Regions from separate parts of the Capsicum annuum genome. Here region 2 is linked to region 1. Evidence: chromatin contacts called from public Hi-C data. All regions are on one chromosome and are shown on one strand. Each heading gives the region's core, a stretch centred on a gene start, on an enhancer-like site or on the middle of the called end of the contact. The rest is flanking DNA. Distances are from core to core; before and after follow the strand shown.

Region 1 (3,203 bases), core at 165-2,664:
ATTACACTATTACTAAACGACATTTCCTAATAACACGTTTCCTTTATTGAGTTTAACCGCTGAATACAACACATGCTGTGTACTAAACCAATTGTGATACGGCTGAATAAAAAACATTGCATTTGGCAATATCATTACCAAAACAGGAAAAATAACACAAATAAACAAACAACAAATATGCTCGATATAAACCAAAGTTGTTGATGTCAATTAATGTACCATATAACATCTAGAACTGTTTCCTCATCAAGCTCAGAAGAATCCACACACAAATTAGACAAAGAAAAGGTCATTTACAGTCGGAAAATAGACATCCGCTTCACAAAATTGAAAAACTGGAGCCAAAAAAGACTTTGAATCTCAAAATCTAGACATATAGTAAGGGATAACTCCCACCATTTGTAGTAGTTCGTTTGACTAATTAACGCCCCTAAACAAACGCAGGATGAAAATTATCTCGGGATTATTGTCCCTCGTTACAAACGACCACTTAGAGTATATGAGAACATAGTATTTGTTTGGTTGATTGACGATATAAATTTGTGATAAATTTATACTGTAAACCAAACATAGTATAAATCTAATTCAAACTTCATACTAACATATCCCATCTTATCCCATTCAACTTGCGATTATTTTATCCCACCAATTATGATTTATCCCTATCATTTTAGAACAAATGGTTCCCGGAACTAATTAATAACCCTTACCAAATGTTGGATAAAATAATCCTGCATTTATACCAAAATTATTATCACTTATCTCTCGTTCCAAACGACCCTTAAAGGATATGAGAACTAAGTCAGATGCTAGAGCAGAATTATGCAAAAAAAAAAATGAAGAACAAAATAGAGGTAACATAGAAGGAAGTAATAATTACCACTCCAGTGTCACTATAGGTAGAGATAGACAATTTCTGATCCGAGATATAGTCCTTCGTCAGCAGATCTATCAACAATTCAAACAACAGCAACATAAAATTTATCTTTCATTATTCAAAAAACAATCCTACCTCATCAACACCTAAAAGAAAAAAGGCAGTCTAATGCCCTAAAGCTCATGTTATGCGCGGGGTTACGGAAAGTGCTAAAGGGGTGTATTGTAAGCAGCTAAATGAGTTGGGGAAAATTACCTTTCGCTTTTTTGCCGATATCAGAGAAGAGTCCAGGTCCCATGCTCTTCTTCTCTCAGAACAAAGTGAAAACTCAATTCAATTCAATTCAATTCGATCTAATTGGTGTAGTGTTGTGGAAAGAAAGAGAAGGAGAGAGGAAAGAAATTGAAGGCTTAATTTATTGGATTTTCGTGGTGGACAAGACAAAAGGGATTAAGAACGTCGACCCGTTATACTCGCGAATGAGCGAACGTCAACTACTCATCCTCCGTGTCATTTTCTTTCCATTTGTTTTTTCTATTTTATTATTTTTAAAATAATTGAATTGTTGAAATATAACATACATTTTAAAAGAAAAAAATAAAGATATAAATCAATCTGTGGGCGATGTAATTTTATTAAATTAAAATTCATACGAAATTTGAATTATATTAAATTCAAAATATATTAGTCTCAAATAAATATTATGGACTAATATAATTGGATTAATTATTTAAGTCCAAATATGTATGAATTTAATTAAAATCCAATTTTTTTTGGGTTAGTTCATTTATTTGGGTTACAAATGATGAGTCCATCTTACTAAGCCTAAGATATTGTCATATTCTAAAGACCCAAATAAGCACCACGTGTCAAATGACGTGGCATGCTAAGTCAAGGGAAAGATCCAATAAGACCATGCCACATGTCAAAATGATGCAGCAGGCTCGTGAAATCAAAGACCATAAAAGGTGACACATCACTCAAATCTGATTGGTCAAAGGAAGTCCATCTTCATCATGACTCTCCCTTTTCCACAACTATACGTAGGAGTATCATAATTCAGAAAAAGGGTCCCACCCCCATACCTCTAACAAGTAACAAGAGAAAACTCGTGGATCAAACGCCGCAATTTCTCTAAAAGCTCAAACATCCAAATCAATTTAATCAAGATTCAAGATCAAGACCACAATATTCAAGAATAAACTCAAACGCCCTTGAATTCAAGTACAAGTCAAGATCGTCCATCAAATCAAGTTCAAATTCAAGATCAAAATTTAATTAGACCTTGAATTTATATTTGAAAAGGCGAATCAAAGGACTCATAGAGATTGTAACACTCGCATTGAAATCAATAAATTGATTGTTGCAATATTTTCTTGTCTCGAATTATTTATTTTTTGGCCTCGAGAATTTTATTGTCCAACAAATTCTGGCATGCCCAGTGGGACCAAATCTGCCTTTCATCTCTTCTCTCTGTAGACACGTGATTGTGATTTTGACCCTCCCGAATTTAATATATATATATTTTTTGATATTAAATATTTATATTTGATCCGATATTATTTTAACTCTTATTTCATTGTTAATAAGTTTTAGTTGAAAATAAATAAATAAAGTTACATTTTAAGATATTTTTATTTTTTATAAAATGAAATTTTTTCAAAAAATATTTTTCTTTTAATTTAGATTTTTATAAATAAGCCAGTGATTTTATTTTAAGTTAGTTATATTTTTTATTTTTTAAGTATTAAAATTAATTGGTTAATATTTTTTTTATTATTATTAGTATTATTTATTTTTATATAATTTATTTATTTATTAAAAAATGAGATCATTATCCTATATAAAAAAAAAAAAGAAAAAAAATTTAAAATTTAAATCCTAAACTACCTAAACTACTCTCCCCAAAATCCTTCTATTTAAAGACTCCCAACCCCAGAAAACCTACGTACATTTCACTAGCAGACACAGGGAGAAACACACACAAAAAAAAAACGTACATTCCTAAATTAGATAAAAAAAAATCAGAGAGAAGTTGAGTAAAAAAAAAAGAGAAAGTGAGTGAAACATTCAAAATCATCAGGAGAAAAATATCAAACAGAGAAAATAAGGAAAAATATCAAACAGAGAAAATAAGGAAAAGAAGATGATTTGAGTTCACGGTCTTGTTCGAGTTTCCGGTGAAGACATATGTTTCTATTTTTACATTCATTTAATTCATCATACAGGTTCCTATTTGATCTTGTATTATTTATTTTATAAGTTTTATTGTGAATCAAATCATAAATGAAGTTGTTTAAATAATTTCATGGATATTTCGTTATGT
Region 2 (3,263 bases), core at 383-2,882, 950 kb after region 1:
TATCCTTGCAGATTTGGAATTGGCTTTTATCTGAAATAGAAGTATAGCAATATAGATTTCATGAATTCATTTTCTTATGTTGAAGATGTATTTGATAAGATTGAAATCGTTCGAAAGAGCGACGAAAGAGAAAGGCTTCGATTTGATTTTTTGAACTTCATTAAAGACAAGTTAAAATTTTATTTGACATTTTTTTCAAAATGTTTATATGCTAATTAATTTTAAAAGGAAGTAGTGGAGATATAGAGTCTCATATAGGTGAAATGACGAGCATAAAAAATAAATATTTAAAATCATTAAAAGGAAATTCTATGATCAAAATTACATTGTAGTACTACAACATATTAAAATGCATTCATAGGAGTATAAATTTTAAGGAAAATGTAAGTTGAGAATCTTTATGCCCTAATATACTTTGGAGCCTAGTCAGTCATCTTTTTACCAAACGGTATTGTTTAATTTAACTGAACAAATTGACTCTCGTACCGATGGTCTAAAAGCACACATAGCAGGATATCGGAACAAAGCAAACTTCTTTGACTGCTGTCTCTGTCTCTTTTGGGTCTTTGTGTTCACTGTAAATTTTACTAAGTTCCCTTTTTATTGGTTGCTACTCTTTTCTAATTTACTTCACACATTTTCTCTTTTGATAGTTTGTTAAAACATAGATCATATACAACAACAATTGTAGTTTCACGCGGGATGTGAAAAAGCTATACAAACAAACACAGATCATATACAACAACAATTGTAGTTTCACGCGGGATGTGAAAAAGATATACAAATATATATGCACATTTTATTTCTATTTTAGAGATGGGTGTTATTTTTGATAGATCATCGACTCAAACAGATAGTCTAAAACAATCTCGAAAAAGAAAGTAACAAAAGTATAAAAACAACCGACACTAACAAAAATAACAACTAATAGCAGAATGGAAACTGCAAGAAAATAATATGATAATCGCGGTAAAAGAAACAATAAATAGTAACAAAAATCCAAAGATAAACTACATGGGGAATTCTATGACTACTGATATGGAGAGATAGCAAGAGAAACACTGCCTATCTTTTTATCCTAATTTATGTTTTTCTCACCCTTTTATTTAAGATCATGTCTTTGATAAACTGAAACTAAACTATGTCATATCTAATCACCTTCTCCCACTACTTTTAGTACATCTCTACCTCTTCTAAAATAATTCATGACCAACATTTCACACCTCTATACTGGACATATTAATAAATATTTAAAACAACTATCGTATAAATATAGTAATTTTACCCTTTAATAAAATTTCATGATCGCATAATTATTATAATATCATATTTAAGATTACAATTTTGTAATCATTCAAATAATATATTATGCTTAAAATTATAAATTTCAATAATTACAAAATTATTTAAATTATTAATAATGTTCTTAAGCTCTACAGCAATTCAAGTTATAAACCCTCTGTCCCTACCACATTTGTTAGTAAATTTTTTTACTTTTTCAGTGAAGTTTTAAAATTAGCTAAGTTAATTAAATGATTTTGAAATGGAGGGACTGATGGAGCATCAAGTTATCCCGAGTGTTTCCCTCCACTACCTCTACATTTTGGTACTACCATTCCAAGCACATATTCCAAAGAAAGCTAAAAGACAATTAGCCAAAGGACGACAAACTGTGAGACTTGTACCTGTCTACAAAACAGTACCTTGCTTTACACCCCCTCACAATCTTTTTTCCCTCGTACAGCTTTTTTTTAACACAAAAATCAAGTAAATGAACTCTCAAAATAACATCTAAATTGTAACATTATTACCAAACCCCATTTCCTTCATATCAACTCTCCAGAACATAATGTTTAAGCTTTGGTGTTTTTCCCATCTTTTCTTTCTTTATTTTGCTTTAAATGGTAAGTGAATCTTGTTCTTTTACATTTTCTATTTGTTTGTTTCTTTATGTACTTTTCTGATTTTTAAATTTCCATAAAATTAATTTTGCAGCTGCAGTTGGTCATGAATCAGTAAAGCTCTCAAGTCTTGTGCCACTACAAAGTTTTCCAAGAACTGACATTGCTACTATAGCAGTTTCTTTGCCTATTGAACACCTTGATGGAGTGTCCACTAGTGTTCTTGAAGCTGAAAATTGGCTAAGAACCAATGTTTTAGCTCACTATCCAGCCACCAACATCACTACTATTCTTGCTGGTCACACACTTTTGTGCCAAAAAGATCAAGAAAATAGAATGAGCTTAATCTTGCCATCAGTCAAGAACATTTACTACTCTCTTACAAGGTGGGGTTTGCATACTGAAATCAAAGTGTCCACTTCTTTTTCTTCCTACTGCTTGGACCAAAATATGGCTGAACAATATGTTAAACCTCTACTTGAGTTCTTTCAACATGTCAATGCACCCTATGTAGTGAGCACAGCAAGAGATTTGGATGAAAAAATTGAAACTTTGATGAATAGCCATTTAGGATCTATGAAGAAGTTAGGAAATTTCAGCCTAAGCAAGATTTTCTTGATTAGTGAGAACCCAAAACTGATGAGACCCTTAAGCAGAAAGCTCTCAACTTTTGACTCAAAATACACTATTCCTACCAGGCCAACCCCATTGGCTCCAAATCCAAATCAGCTTTCTCCAGCATTTGCTGCTAACAGTCCACTTCCTCCATTAATTGGAAACATTTCACCTCCTTTTGCTCCTGAAATGGCACCTCCATTGTTCAACCCTATTAGTCCTTATGGACCCCATTTGCCACCTTGTATTCCATCTCATGGTGGTGTTGGGGGTCCAGTAGGTGCACCAGCAATAGGAGGTGGAGGACTGCATGGTAGTAATGGGCTATGGTGTGTAGCTAAGCCTAGTGTACCACCAGAGACATTGCAAGAGGCATTAGATTATGCATGTGGTGAGGGAGGTGCTGATTGTGAAGCTATTAGTCCAACTGGAAGCTGTTATTACCCTGACACTGTTGTGGCTCATGCTTCTTATGCTTTCAATAGTTACTGGCAGAAAACTAAAAGTACTGGTGGAACTTGTGGATTTGGAGGCACAGCTATGCTCATCAACTCTGATCCAAGTAAGCACTTCCTTCAATATGTTTGTTTGACTTTGATTTGCAGTCTTAAATTAAAGATTTGTAGAATGTATTAAAATGTCTTTTAATTTGTGATCTTAAATATGTAACGTGGAAATTGTAGAGTTGCGAAAATCCTTTTTGAAACGGACTTGAAGAAAATAAGACAAACAAATTAAAACTGAGTG

Evidence for each region. A called contact is a pair of places that touch in the nucleus more often than the background predicts.
Region 2: a Hi-C map of placenta shows a contact between it and region 1, with 4 times the contacts expected there. The contact joins the promoter of LOC107868030 here to the promoter of LOC107868010 in region 1. A contact is called at or near these places in 2 of 5 Hi-C or Micro-C datasets (leaf and placenta).

What each region holds. Positions count from the first base shown.
Region 1 is chr4:38,519,686-38,522,888 of UCD10Xv1.1, forward strand. It overlaps LOC107868010 (mitochondrial outer membrane protein porin 2), which reads right to left and starts at 1,415. Exons shown (of 6, transcript XM_016714547.2): 1 at 1,133-1,415; 2 at 881-948. The coding sequence starts at 1,175.
Region 2 is chr4:39,465,769-39,469,031 of UCD10Xv1.1, forward strand. LOC107868030 (glucan endo-1,3-beta-glucosidase 3) reads left to right here and starts at 1,633. Exons shown (of 3, transcript XM_016714585.2): 1 at 1,633-1,904; 2 at 1,996-3,078. The coding sequence starts at 1,850.